Linked DNA regions of Anas platyrhynchos: region 2 is linked to region 1. The links are chromatin contacts, called in public Hi-C maps. All regions are on one chromosome and are shown on one strand. Each heading gives the region's core, a stretch centred on a gene start, on an enhancer-like site or on the middle of the called end of the contact. The rest is flanking DNA. Distances are from core to core; before and after follow the strand shown.

The links. A called contact is a pair of places that touch in the nucleus more often than the background predicts.
Region 2: a Hi-C map of F1 follicle shows a contact between it and region 1, with 3 times the contacts expected there. The contact joins the promoter of TNFRSF21 here to the enhancer-like site in region 1. A contact is called at or near these places in 4 of 8 Hi-C or Micro-C datasets (F1 follicle, liver, skeletal muscle and 1 more).

The regions. Positions count from the first base shown.
Region 1 is chr3:115,771,392-115,778,644 of IASCAAS_PekinDuck_T2T, forward strand. No RefSeq gene overlaps it. Among named protein-coding and RNA genes, the nearest start is that of ADGRF5, 21 kb to the left of the region's middle. Within about 2 kb of position 2,555, at least 5 of the 8 cell types and tissues checked have an H3K27ac peak or open chromatin away from gene starts, as enhancers often do. A contact at or near this core is called in F1 follicle, where this site is marked.
Region 2 is chr3:115,815,542-115,822,794 of IASCAAS_PekinDuck_T2T, forward strand. It overlaps TNFRSF21 (TNF receptor superfamily member 21), which reads right to left and starts at 4,670. Exons shown (of 7, transcript XM_038176656.2): 1 at 4,376-4,670; 2 at 1-283. The coding sequence starts at 4,435.

The DNA of each region.
Region 1 (7,253 bases), core at 1,305-3,804:
TGCTGCGAGCTCCCCTGAGGTCTCATGCACACACGTATTTCCCCAGTGGTGCACAGTAGGAAATGGTCTGGATATATATTTTTTATTATTGTTATTATTATTATTTTTAATTGGGATAGATGGAGCCACAAGGGAATTGCTCATTTGTTGTGCTTTTGTTTGTTTGTTTGTTTTGTTATTTTTGTTTGTTTGTTTGTTTTTGCTTTTGGTTAGCTTTGTAAAAGGCTCTTTCCTAAGTTCAAACCTATCCAAGTGTGGGAAGAGTCACTGAAGGTAAATGGAAAAGGGAGTGATGAGGAGGTAAAAAAAGGACCAAGTATGTAAAAGCAAATGCTTGGGAGCTTTTCAGGAAAAGAAGGCAGAGCGATCCTGCTAGTTTTTAACTCCTAGTGAGTTAATGACACAAGAGAGGGTTCATAATGACATTTAGATTGGAGTTGCAGAGCTTCTCAGATCCAACTCTGCACTGTCGCCACCCCACTGATGTTTAACAAAAAGGCAGTACATTATCCAATACTAACTACAAATCAGGATTGCTTCCCATCTGACTCAGGAGATGCTCCTTGCTCACTTCTTTGTCTGTGCATTGGTGAGTGACTGCCCTGAGGGGAAGGGTCCTGCCCATCCCAAGGAGCCCAGCAGCCCAGCTGCTCCTTGTCCTACAGCAGCAACCTGGCTCTGTGGCTCCAGATTTGCACCACAGGTCAAGCCAAACAATGGGTACATAAAGTTATGGAGAAGGAGAGAGGTGTGTCCGCTTATGAGGGAATAAACCAACTCTGAATGTCGTGTTCAACAGGTCAGGTCCTCAACATCAGTCTTGCTGGCTCTGAGGGTCACCCTGCTCAGTGAGACTGGTCACTGAGACTCGCTCAAAGGTGGCTGCATCTCCTCAGGTCCTATGTGGTGGTTCAGGATGCTGAAGTCACAGGTTCAGGGGCCAAGAAACATCAAACCTCGTTGAGCTTTGCCCTGCACAGATTTTTTGGTGTTGGCACTGCAGAGCCATGGTAACTGGTGGTGGCCCTGGACAGCTGCTGAGCTATTTGCCTGGAGCAGCCTGTGGATAACAGCAAGCAGAGTGGGACCTCAACAAGCTTAGGGATGGGAAGTCAAATCAGCCCTACAGAGAAGCTAAAGGTCAACCCAGCACTAGCCTGTAGGACTGGACAGGTGGCTCTGGGCAAACCTTTGTCACTTCTTTGGGTTAAGGACCAGGAGCATGGCCAACCTCATTGAGGTTTCCCTTATCATCTGAACTTTGATTCCAGAATCTTTTGTTTTCGCCTTGGAAAAGGCGTGTGCATTTCCCTCTGGCAGCCCTGTGAGATGGAGCTGATCCCACGCAGAAGCACTGAATGCCACAGAGGTGGACATGGGGACCTCATTGGGACTGGGCATGAAGCTGGACAAGGGAAGAGCTGGGCAGTTGGCTGCTGCATGGTGCTACGTATCTCCTCGTCCAGCCCTGAGTGGTGGTGTAGACCACCAGATGGGGCAATACAGGAATTTTTTGAGCTCTTGAAGTGTGCAGGTCACAGTTGGGCAACTCCCTCATACAGATGAGCAGGCAGGTGGGTGTAAAAAGCAGTGGGGGAGGTTTCTGAGGAAATGGAAATCTAATCATCCTTGGTGGCCCTCACACCTGTTACACGCTTTGGGTTCTGCAAACAAAGTCCATATCCCCAAAGGCATTTAGGCACATCATTTGAATATGGGCTCCAATTCTGAATCGGCATTGCTGTGCCCAGCTAGCTCAGTGGGTAGAGCATGAGACTCTTCATCTCACAGTCTATGGGTTTGAGCTCCCATGTTGGGTGACAAAAAGGACTGTTGTGGTTAAACCCGGCCAGCAGCTAAACACCACACAGCCGTTCGCTCACCCTCTCCCCTCCCTCTCTGGGATGGGGGAGAGAAACAGGAAAGTGAAGCCTGTGGGTTGAGATAAAGACAGTTTATTAAGACAGAAAAATAATAATAACAATAATGATGGCAATAGTACTACTACTAATAATGTGTACGAAACAAGTGATGCACAATGCAATTGCCCACCACCCACTGACCAATTGACCGATGCCCAGCCTATCCCCAAGCAGCCGACCCCCCCACCCCGGCTAGCCACCCCTATATATTGTTTAGCATGAGGTCAGATGGTATGGAATACTCCTTTGGCTATTTTGGGTCAGCTGTCCTGGCTCTGTCCCCTCCCAGCTCTTGCTGCACCCCCAGCCTCCCCGCTGGCAGGACAGAGCAAGAAGCTGAGATGTCCTTGGCTTGGTGTAAGCACTGCTCTGCAACAATTAAAACATCAGCATGTTATCAGCACTCTTCTCATCCTAATCCAAAACATAGCACCCTACCAGCTACTGGGAGGAAAATTAACTCTGTCCTAACTGAAACCAGGACACAGGCGTGTGGGGACCTGGCCTGGCTGGAAGAGAGCAAGCACAAAACCCAGGGAGTCCTGCGGGGGAGCGGCAGGCAGCAGCGGACGTTCTGCATCTCTGCCTCCTGCTCACTGAGTCACATCACCCACGCCTGGAAAATGGCCTTCATCGGGCATGTTCTTGGCATTGTGCCTCTGAACACAGCACTTTTTGTGTTCTTGCTGAGGCTCATGAGGCTGGGCTGGATGTCAGAGAGGCAGAGGATGTACTAGGGACTGGCAAGAAAATTCCAGAGGAACAGGAGGACCCTGCAGGCTGTTGGGGCCTCTAGGGAGCTGGCACTAGGTCATGGCAGAAAGACACAAGAAAATAAAATCAGAGAGGTATGGAGGTGTTACTAGACTAAAACCAGTGCACACCAAGCCTGATCCCACTTTTTCAATGTGGGATCATCATTCTTCAGTATTTTCCTTCAAGGAACAAAACAAAACAAAACAAAACAAAAAACAAAAACAAAAAAAAGAAAAACTACTGATTTTTGACCCTACTTCTATTTCCAAGCAAGTGAAAGATGCTGCATCTGATGAGAACAAACTATGGGATTTCAAGCGATTTCCAAAGATTTCATCCTGAAAATTTAGAAATGTCTTGTCCATTTAATACACTGTGTATGCTTATGCACCACATAAGGCAAAGATGGAGGAGAAAAAAAAAAAAAAAAGGCAAATAAAATAATTGTGTAATGAAACAAATGAGAAGGTCTTATCTGGAGCTACCGAGGTGAGATGATTCAATATTTTGTTGACTGTTTTTTGGTGCCTCTGCAGCAGCAATGGGAAGGCTGAGGCTGAGCGCAGTGCTTTTGCATCCCACAAAGGCTTTCGGCACCACGGGAGGGTTTTCCTTGCCCATTTTTAGGAGGAGCATTTTGAAACCCACCAGCTCTTAGTTAGGCACTGGGACGGGTTGCCCAGGGAGGTGGTGGCGTCACCGTCCCTAAGGGTGTTCAAGGAAAGGTTGGATGTGGTGCTTGGGGACATGGTTTAGTGGTGACATCGGTGGTAGGGGGATGGTTAGAGCAGATGACCTCGGAGGTCTTTTCCAACCTGAATGATTTTATGATTCGGTGATTCTTTGCAGGCTTGTTCTCTTCGGGGCTGCACTTCTGCAAATGTGAAGTTTGAGCTAGTCAAATGGCCCAGCGGCTGCCTCTGCCCCTCAGCTCTTGTTTTTCCTATTTTCTCGTTTTTTCTGCTATCTTAATTTTAGCCTCCAGAGGGCGAAAACCCTTCAAAAGACGCCGGAGCGAGCTCTAGGGAAGCTGGCGGTGATCTGCTTACAAAACCGCAGCAGAAAGACCCGCAGTGAAGAATTCCCCTCAATCGTGCGTTTTCCAGCTCATTTCTGTGCTGACGTCCGCAGCCCCCAAACTTGGGCACCGCTTCGGAGCTGGGGGCAATGGATTTGGGAAGAGAAGGGGAAAATGAGTTCCTGAGTCAGGGTTTCCTGGAAAGCTTCTGGGATGATGAAATCGGCTGGTGCCTTACGTCAGGTGGAAGTTTTCCACCAGGCTGCCCCAGGAGCCGGTTCACCAGGCAGAAACCTTCGGGTGTGATGCTGGAAATTCCTAAATCCCACCGATGTGGACTTTATATTCCTTTTTCAGCGTGATACGTGAGCGGTTTCCTTGCAAAATGCTTTGATAAGCCCCGATTCCTAGGAAATGCTGAGTGTCTGCTCTGAAAAACACGTCCTTTGCGCAAGTCTGCAAATGAACTGGAAAAATGGGAGGTGGTGGGAAAGTCAGACCATAGACAGAAAGGGGATTTCTGGCTCCCAAAGGGAAAAATATGATTGAATGATTTTGGGTTGAGTGATTGCCCGGATTCTGCCGAAATGATGCCAAGTGTCCCAGCCCAGGTGAAGTCCCTGGGTGTAGCCTCAGAGGGGATGTTTGGTGGTGGCACTTTCTCCTGCTTGGGATGCGAGGCTGCCTCACCTGGCATCACAGCTCACCATGGGCAGAACAGTGCAAATAAATAAGGGCATGGAGTGGAAGTGCCAAGCTCAGAATGAGCAAAACAGCCGGTGTTTGGTGCAAGGGCTGGTTTGGCTGCCAAACTGCTTGCTGGGGAAGGTTTGGGTGGCACGGGCTGGCCCTGCTCTCCCTGCAGGAGCCAGAACAGGAATGGGAGAGAAACCCAAGGATGGTGCCACCAGGCAGGAGCCCCAGATGGGTTGGGCTGTCCCCAGGACACCAGGGTTGGAGGCAGAGGGGTTTGAGAGGACATGGCACTACCTTTTCTCATACATTTTTCTGGGGTATCTGCTCCTGCTGAGTGCCAAGCAGGGCAGCGGGTGGCAGGGACACCCAGGTGACCGCGGGTGGGGGTGGCTTGTGCCAGCGAAGGAGATGTCTTTATGCTGATTCAGTTTGAGAAACGCACAGAATTAGAGCCCTTGCATCCATCCGTGTACCTCGTGCCAGGCTAAGGAGCCTTTCTTCTGCCTCAGCTGCCTCTGGCATCCGATAAATCCTGACCTGTTTTTTGCACAGTCCAGCATTAACAGCACAGATGGAGCAACTTTACTGGAATATGCATGGCTTTTAGTCAAGGAATAAATTACATTGGTTCACAGATGCTTTCTCCTAGGGCTAGGATAGGCAGAAATATATCTTACAAAAAAGACCTCCTTCTGTCCTGCCTTCTTTCCTATCCCAAATAACCGTCCTGGCCAAACGCTCGTGCAGGTCTGGCTTGGGCTTGCCAAAGGGTTTTTAAAAGCTCTGTCTTTCAACTTGTCTGCATCTGACATGGAAACAGCTAAGCAGGAGCACCACAAAGTTTCTGTCTGTTTTTTCACAGCCACTTTTCAGCTTATTTCTGTGCTTTGAAGTGGTTTGTACTGAAGAAAAACGAGTGACAAATATCAGAGAGAAGCAACAAGAGCCTTGTCAGAGCAAACTCACCTTCACAGCATTTCCCAAAAGCTTTAGCTTTTTCTTCGTTTCATGTGAACGTTCAACTTGCTCGTTTTGTTTCTTTTTTTTTTTTTTTTTTCTTTCCTCTCTCTCTCCTCTTTCATAGGAAAAGTAAAGCAGACAAGGTTTGAAAGCAGAGAACATGATGAGTGCTTCAGAGAGTTTTGCTTGTGAGGCTTGTCAGGTCCTTCATCTGGAGCTGCTCGGCTTGACAGCCTGCAAACTCAAATTTGCTTAACCAAAGCCCTGAAAACATGATATTCTGCTTAAACTGCTCTAACCCTTTAAACTACTCTAACCCTTTAGAGCTGTGTAAGCTGCTTAAGGTTCAGCGACAGTTCGGATCAATTCAGATGCTAAAGTGTTGCAGAGTAGCCGAACACTGTAAACTCCCCTGGCTTTGAAATGATCTCCAAATTGAAAATGTTTCAACTGGTAGCATTTAAATATTCATTGCTCTAAATCTAAGAAACTTGTTTCTAAATAGGATTGAATTATGAGTTTCAAAGAGATTTGCAGCATAAAGCCACATTTGCAGGTTGCCTGAGTAGCAGTTTTAAAGTTATTAACTTCTGCTGTTAGGAAATTCCTCCTTAAGTGGCATCTTTAACAAAAGCTTCACGAAATTGCCTGTACTGATCAAACAATACAGATGCAATTATTTTGTCTTGAACTTTAAAGCTCACTGACATCTACAAAATCAGATGTATTGTGTCTCCCTGACTCCCAGTACCCAAGAAACATATGATGAGTATGTCTCGATGTCTTGTGCTCGTTTGCTCAGGTTCATTAACCCTGTGGTGATGGGGACGTGCAATTACACACCCGGGCAGGCACAAACTCCCTGCAAAGCCAAGTCATGGCTGAGCCCAGATGCAGGGGGGCTGGTTTTAAGCCAGAAGCACCACTTGGTCCTCCCTTTAAAATAACCATCAGTTATGTGCATTAATATAGGATCACACAATCATTAAGGTTGGAAAAGCCCTCCAAGATCATCTGGTCCAACGATCCCCCTACCACCAATGTCACCCACCAAACCATGTCCCTAAGCACCACGTCCAACCTTTCCTTGAACACCCCCAGGGGCAGTGACTCCAACACCACCCTGGGCAACCCGTCCCAATGCCTGACTGCTCTTTCTGAGAAGAAATGCCTTCTAATTTCTAACCTATGAAGCTATGCCAGCAGGTTAGTGCCGGTTTTTAGCCTGTCATTGTAGGGATGAGAGGCGGCAACACCAGTCCAGGTGAGATGCCTGCAGTGCACAATGTTTGTAGCCAAGTTCTTTCCACCTGGATGGAAAGAACAGGATGTGTTTTTCTGGGTTGAAATAGGGTGAGACCTTACTAGGTCACCTCTTCTACCTGTTCCTGGCAGTGGAAACAAGTTAAACATCAAACATTTTTGGCCCAACTGATTAACCAGCCTGAATGCTGGGGCGGGAGTGGTGGACAATGCACAGCTCTGGGCCACAATGTGGAGATGTGCCAGGCATCAGGCTCAGCCAAAATCTGTGGGGCCTGAGTCTGCATGCTAGGGGATGGCTGGGAGCTCTCTGTGTAGATGGACAACCTCAAACAATGACCAAGGAGAGCCTTGTGGGGCCTGAAGGTGTTTCCCAGATGCTGAAAACAAAAAGTAGTCCTTGAGTGGTGGACTTGAGCACCTTCATCCAGTGAAGAGATGATGAAAGTCCTGCTGAGCCAATCCAGGGTTGTTTGGATGTTTCATTCAATGGCCATTTCATGGAAAAAAATCACCTGGGAGGCTGCTGATTTGGGGCATGGGGACTGGTCCTGACCTTTAATGAGGAATTTCCAGTGCTTTAGTGGTGCTGGTCGTGGAGGATGCCCAGAACTTGGAGTGTGAGGACAACAGGTCTT
Region 2 (7,253 bases), core at 3,420-5,919, 46 kb after region 1:
TTTTCTCAATCATTGGCAGTTCGCAGGGCTTTCTGCAAGGGTGGCATCGCTCTATGCCGTTCTCGTGCTTGGTAAAAGTCCCGTCCGGACACGGGCTGCACTCCCTTAAGGTGCTCTTCGTGCAGTGCTTGGACACGTAGGTTCCCGCGGGACACTTGTCGCAGATCAGCTCCTGGTTGGTGGCACGGTCGAGGTGGCGGTACTTGCCGGCGGAGAGGCTGATGGCATTCTGCTCGGAGGTCAGCTGGGGCTGAGCGCCGGCGCTGCCGAGGAACACGAGCAACTGAAAGACAGAGGCAAAGCGTTAGCGGGGCCCCCGGTGCCAAATTCCTTCTGGAGTGCCAGCCCGGGACAGGGCCACCAGGGCAGCAGGACCACGAGGGAGGTTTTGTCCTCTCAAGGCTGAGAGGTCCCAGCAGTGCTCAGGCATTTGCCAAGAAGACAAAAACCACGCAGGCGGTGGCTCTGACCTGCGGGACTTCCTTCCTCTGTGTTTGTTACCCTGCGGTTGCTCAGTTATTTGCCTTTTAAAATAAGGCAAAACAAGATGAAATCTGGGCTGGCGTGCGGTACCGAGTGTGTTCTCAGCCCCACCGCCCTCCCACAGCCCTGTGCAAGGGTAAGGCTTGCTTCAGGGGCTCTGCTTTAAGCCTCCCACACCTGAATCCACTTGCAACCAGATTTATTTGCAACAGGAGAGGGGAAAAAGGACACTATTCCTAAGCTCTTTTGGGGGCTCCACTGTAACTTTGCTCCTCATTGCATCACATACAGGTAAAAGCTCTCACGTTTTTACACACCAAACGCACCCAGCTGGGTTTGGCTGGATGACGACTATGGGTCCATTCACCTCCACCTACTTCTAGCCCCATGATTTTATTCCCTTTGGTCCTTTGCATTGGTACCATGGGGCCACTCCTTCCCCAGGAGAAGCCCTCTCTCCATTTCCACCTGGGGGACCTCTGGACCACAGATACGCATCAGTTAGGCCAGCAGAAATAATGCCCGGAAAACAAAAGGCAGCTCAAGAAGAGCTGCCACAACCTCATCCAACATGCAAAGCAGCTGGAAACGCATTTCCAAACAGCAGCAGGCTGAGTTCAGAGGGAAGAGGACCAGGCTAACATTACAGCAGCTTTCCAAAGGTGATTTCCTACACTAAGGTGGGAAGACCACCAATCCTAACGCTTCTCAACCGAGCAGCTGGGGACATAAATCACCTTGCTAGGCTATACGGGACCTTGCTTTTGCTCTGCTACATATCCTGGGCTATCAGCCAGCAAGAATATATTATATAAAAAAAAAAAAAAAGCCTCCAACAACATGACTCTGCAGAACACACATCGCAGCAGAGCTGCAAGCTGCGCCGCGTCATTTTTGGTGCAGTCTCTTGCTTCCTGGAAAACACATGCTCTGGCAGCGCATTTCTCTTTCACCTGCTAAATAATTTATGGCCGAGGATTTGTACAAAACACTTCAAGTCTTTTTTTTTTTTCCCCCTCCCTCCTGAAGCGGCAATTACAGAGGCGGCAGCAGCAGACAAGCCTGCAGGAGTTGACAAGGATCCTGCAGTGGCCAGGCCAATTACAGCACGTCAAATTAAAACAACAACAAAAAAAAAAAGCGAGAGGCTGCTCTGGCAGGCTCTAACGGCTCACCCAATGCATGTTCCACCCCTCCCTCCTGCAAGACACGATTTCACGAAGCGCTCAGCTCGCGCTACAGAAACCTGCCACCCGTAATCTCCCTGACGCAACCGCGAATTAGCAAACCAGATGCAACAGGATCCGGCCTCCCCGGGGCTCACCAGTGCCCTACACAGGGGATATGAGCCCGTGTTGGACCCTGGGGGGGCATCAGGAGGTGCGGCACCAAGGGGGCTCTGGTGCATGCGCAGCTCGGTGCTTATGGACAGCAGCGAGTCGCAGCGGGGGAAGGCTGAGCAGCCTGGAGCATCCATGCGGGTGTCGTATGGATTGGTGCTTCTGGTCCCTAAAAATAACCCGCTGCTGGGAGCGTGTGGCTGGCAGCGCTCGCAGCACCATGAGCACCAGCCGGGAGCAGGAGGATGTCTCTGCCTGGGAGGATGCCTGCTGCTCAGACCCACCACGAGCAGCACAAGAATGGAGCAGGGTCTCCTTAGCCACTGGATTCCAGTTCGTTACTCCCAGCACCAAAGCATACAGGGCAAGAAAAAAACACAGAAAAAAGGCACTGGTGCAAGATGACCCTGGTACGACCAGATACCAGCGCACCTGGGTTTGGTGCTGCTCCTCACGCCTGCAGAGCAACCCCAGCCCAACATCCACATCCCTTCCCAGCCACCCATACCCCTTCCAGCACGTGGAAGACTTCAGATGGGGAAAGGGCTGGGATGAGGGAGCCCCTGAGCTGGCAGCCGACGCAGGCATGACCCATCTTACTGCCAGCAGCCCGGTGATGCAGCCAAGCACCTACGCAGCATCGCCATCACCACTCTCTTCAGTTGCAGCCACTCATCGGATGAAGCCGATGAGCAATTTGCAGGAACAATAGTTTGTAGGGAGCTACATGCCTCCCAAGCACACGTACGTGGGATGCGGCAGGGAACGGGCCAGCTTGTGCAGGAGCAAAATCCGCTCCTCGGCCCTGAGAGGCTGCTAGTAGAGAGACAGAAAGTTGGCAAGAAAATGAGCATTTGGGTCCGAAACAGGGCGAATTTGGGTTGTGCCGCCCCACTGCTGCCAGCCCCGCGGTAGGGAGAAGAGCAACGGTAAACTTCACAGCCATACAATGCATTCAGCAAAAAATAAAAAGAATAAAGGTGACTTAAAAAAAGAATGAAATTGACTTTAAAAAAAATAGAAAAAAATCATTAAAAAAAAAAAAAACAAACAGAAAAAGCAACTAAAGGCAGCTGAACGCAGCGTATGTGATGCTGGTAGAGCGAAACCAGAGCAGAGGCACAGGACTGTAGGTGAGCAGGGACTGACAGCGCCAAGGTGATAATCCAGGAACTGTTTCCAAGTGAAAATAACAAAATTTCCTGAATTCGTTGAAATTGCAGCTAGCCCACACCCTCCGTAGCAATGCCTCAGCCCAGGTTGGGCTGCACAGCTCCCCTTCCCAAAGGTCAGCTACACTCTCTGCGGAGCACCTCTGGGAAGGCATTTGTGACACTGAAGGTGGAAAAACAAACAAACAACCCTCCCAAAACACCAGTAAATAGGTCCAGAAGTTTGATGGCAACTTTATGGAGATAAGCAGCCCATCTCCTGCCCTGCGCCCCATAGGCAGGATCAAGTTACAAACTCCAAAAAAGACACCTGGGACGAGGGTCTTGGGGAAGGAAAGCGAGATTTAGATTCTTTAAGTGCGCTGAGTTATTTTCAGCCAGTTTGGGGTTTAATGAAACTGAGAGTCCAGGGCTGGGTCGACTCAGCAATCCCACTGCCATGGCTGGGAAGGGCAACGGCGACAGGGGAAAATGCCAAAACAGCAGCACAGGCGCACGGTCCCCGCGAAGGGGAACTCAACAGCTCTTCCCACACCACACATCAGCCGAGAATCGCTGGCTGCAACGAGCCCACTAGAGGCAAACGAAGCCCCCGCAGCCCTCTGAACACCTGGGATGCACGAGCAAACAGTGATCCAGGCGGCAGCCACGAGAGCATCCCACCCACGACCTTGCCATCAAATGGGAATTCTGTCCCACGGCTCATCTGGTCGCACACCCGCACACATCCAGGTTGAGGATGCGCGTGCACGAGCAACGCTTGCCTGCACGTTTGGATCCTTACCTTCACTCTGGGAGGGGGGAGAGCACTCCGCTTGTATTTACCCACGTACTTGGACCCCTTTGATTTTTCCCTCGGGGAAAAAGAGGCCGGGGGGAATCCTGACACTGCCGACCACGCAAAGTTTTGCTTCGCGTTCCAAGGGGCGATGCCGCTCCCCGTGCAAGACTCACCCCGTTGCCGCTGCCCGGCGATTCCCCAGTCCCCGCAGCCCCGCAGCGGCTCGCTAGGACCCACCTGGAGCCCAGCAGCAGCGGCCGCGGCGCTGCTTACACAACCCAGCCGCAGCACGGACCCGCCGCCCCCAAAATCCCTCCGTCTCTCTCTCCCCAAAATGACAGCGCTTCGCCCCAAAGCGCCGCTTTGCCGCGGTCCTACGTGGGATGGCAAAACGGGGAAGCCGGGCGAGCTTGGCCTCTCTCCCAAAGCACGGGGGCAATAAAAACAACATCAAAAAATGGGATGAAGGAGGAGAGGGTTGAGAACAAACACCCCAATAAACAACCCCAACACCTCTCACGACCCCCGGGACGCGCAGGCATCCCCGCACCTTAGCACCCGCCCCCCACCTCAAATGTCCGTACCCCCCAAAAACTCACCGAGAGCAAACCGGCGAGCACTGGGCACGCCGCGGCGGGGCGGGGGGCGGCCGCCCCCATGGTGGACGGGGGGTTTGGGGTAATGGGGTGGGAAGAGGGAGGGGGGGGGGTGGCCGCAGCGAGCGGGGAGGGGGGAGCGCGGGCGCTGCCCGGCTAACGGCGCTGCTTCATGGGGCGGCGCGGGGTCGGCAGCGGCGGCTGCTGCCCGCGGCGGGGGGCGCCCATGGTGGCGGGGCCGGGGCCGAGGCCGGAGCCGGGGCCAGGGCCGGGGGGGAGCCGGGGCGGGGGCGCTGCCGCCCGCCGCGCTCCCACCTGCCTGCGGGGGCTGCCGCTGCCGCGGCGGCGGGGCGGCGCGCACGTGGGGGCGGCGCGCCGGCGGGAGAAAGAGGCGCGCGCGCGCGCGCGCCCGGGGAGGGTGGGCGGCACCGCCCTTTGTGGCGTCACCGGGAGCGCGGGGCAGGGGCGCGCCAAGGGCGCCCCCTTCCCGCGCGGCGCGGGAAAAGGAGAGCGGTGGGGGCGGGTGGGAATCTGGGGAGCAAGGGGAGTTCAGCAGGGTGGGGTTATTATTTTATTTTATTTTATTTTATTTTATTTTATTTTATTTTATTTTATTTTATTTTATTTTATTTTATTAAATTTTATTAAATTTTATTAAATTTTATATTTTCATCTTATTTTATCTCATTTTATTTTATCTCATTTTATTTTTCTTTTCTCCTGTTCTCCGATGCGGAGCACATAAGGAGTAAGGGGAGTAAGAGGGAGCAGCAAGAATCATACAGAGACACGGAATGGTTGGGGTTGGAAGGAGCCTCAAAGCCCGTCTAGTTCCAGCCCCATCCAGCTTGGCCTTGGGCGCTGCCGGGGATGGGGCACCCACAACTCCTCTGGGCAGCCTGCACCAGGGCCTTGCTGTCCTCTAAATAATAATAATAATAATAATAATAATAATAATAATAATAATAATAATAATAATAATAATAATAATAATAATAATAATAATAATAATAATAATAATAATATCTCATCTAAATCTACCCTAAAAACGGAGCTGACCCCCAAAAGAGGGTGAGCTGGAAGCCCTCACAGATGAGGGCCAGATCCTGCAGCATCCACACAGGATGGGCAGGGTGCTGGGCACAGCATCCAGCCCCAGGAAACAATGGGAAAGACCTGGATCTACCCAGGGAGTCAGGAGCGGCAGGAGATGGAGACAGAGATGAGACTCCATGGGTCCCACCAGAGCAGGGGTGGGATGACCCAGGCAGGGCTGAGGAGAGCCAGTAGGGTTTATGGGTGCCTCAGGGCACTCGACATGCGTGGGTGCATGAGATCCAAGCCTCCCATGGTTATCGATGTTGCTGGTTGCCCATGGAGGAAAACATCACATGCCTGATTCCCAGAGCCTGCAGAAACCTTGCCAACCATCACCTTCTGGGGGCATCCCGAAGGCAAGCGAAACAAGGCGGGGTTTTGGTGCCACACCAAAAACAACAGCACATGTCCCCCATAAATGATAGAAAATCTCGAAAAAGAGATAAAAAGAGATATCCTTGCTCTGCAGGAGTGTGGGCTTCATCCAAACCCTTCTGAAGTCCGCACAAAGCCTCCTTCTGACTTCAGGGAGGTTTGAATCCAGCTGAAGGCTCCTCTCCCAGCCGAAGCAGACCTTTTCTCCCTGCACTTTCCCCATTCCCAACCCTGGAAAGGAGCAACGACCTCAGGGAGCCTGGGAACGAGCCTGGAGCAGAGCTTCTCTCCCCAGCCGGGATGGCAGTGGCAGGACAGCCATTCCCAGGAGAAGACCGAGTCACGTCTGCAGGGAGAGGACCTTCCTCCACAGCTGGCCATGCTGCAGAGCCTTGCTTCGAGCTCCTCCATCCCCTGGGGCCACCAGGGCCAGGAGCAACGTGCTCATCCCAGGAAGGGAAGCCAGCTCTGTGCCCCCACACGAGTCCCCATGCAAAGCCCAGGCCACTGGGGCTGCCCAGCAAGAAACCCAGGATGCCCACGGCTGCTTGTAAATCTGAATATTTGGGGCAAATAATTGGCCATAACCCAGCTGGACTTGTGGGAGGGGGTTTTAAGTTTAAAGATGTGCAGCTTTCTGGTGAAATTCGGGGTGCGTCTGGGCTGACGGTGGCTCTGAAACCACGCCGGGTCTGCTGGCAGCATAAAAGACCTCAAATTGGGTTAGGGAAAAACAGGAAAATAATCATCGGGAGGACGGGGTGACTCAGGGGACTGGCAATAAGCTGGATCATTTTACTGCCATGGACTGCATTCTAATTAGTTATATCCGCTTTTAATTATTGGTATTTATACAGAACCTACAGGCTGTCCATGGATTATCCCAAAATACACAGGCTGCTCTGGAAATCTCTCCCCCATGCACCTTGCAGCCTTATTTGAGACAAACCCTGGTCACGCTGCCTACACGGGGTCACGAAATGCTGCAGGAGTTGCTTACTGGTGCTCTTCTTGCTGCCTCCCTGCTTTTCTGGGTCTTCAAAAGGAAAAAGGGGAAGCGGGCAGCCAAGGTTGGAGCTTCATGTGAAGGATTTCTGGCGGCGGCGGCAGCTCAGGGGGTTCCTCCTCGTCTCTTACATTCGGTTCCTTTTCCCCCTTGTGCCTTCCGTGAGTCATGCAAACGCTCCCAGTCATGGGGTGCGGGATCAAGCAGGTCAGTGACCTGGGAACTCTTAAAAAGCACAGAGCGGGGGGATTTTGAGTCACAGTCAGGGAACCTCGCTGCTCACATTCATCACAGACCCATGGGTAAGGTGGTGGCAGGAGCCATGGAGCGATGCCCACCCTCCTGGTTTGCCACCAAAAGCTATCTTCTGAAGCTGCAATGTCTCCTTCTGCTAGGAGAAGC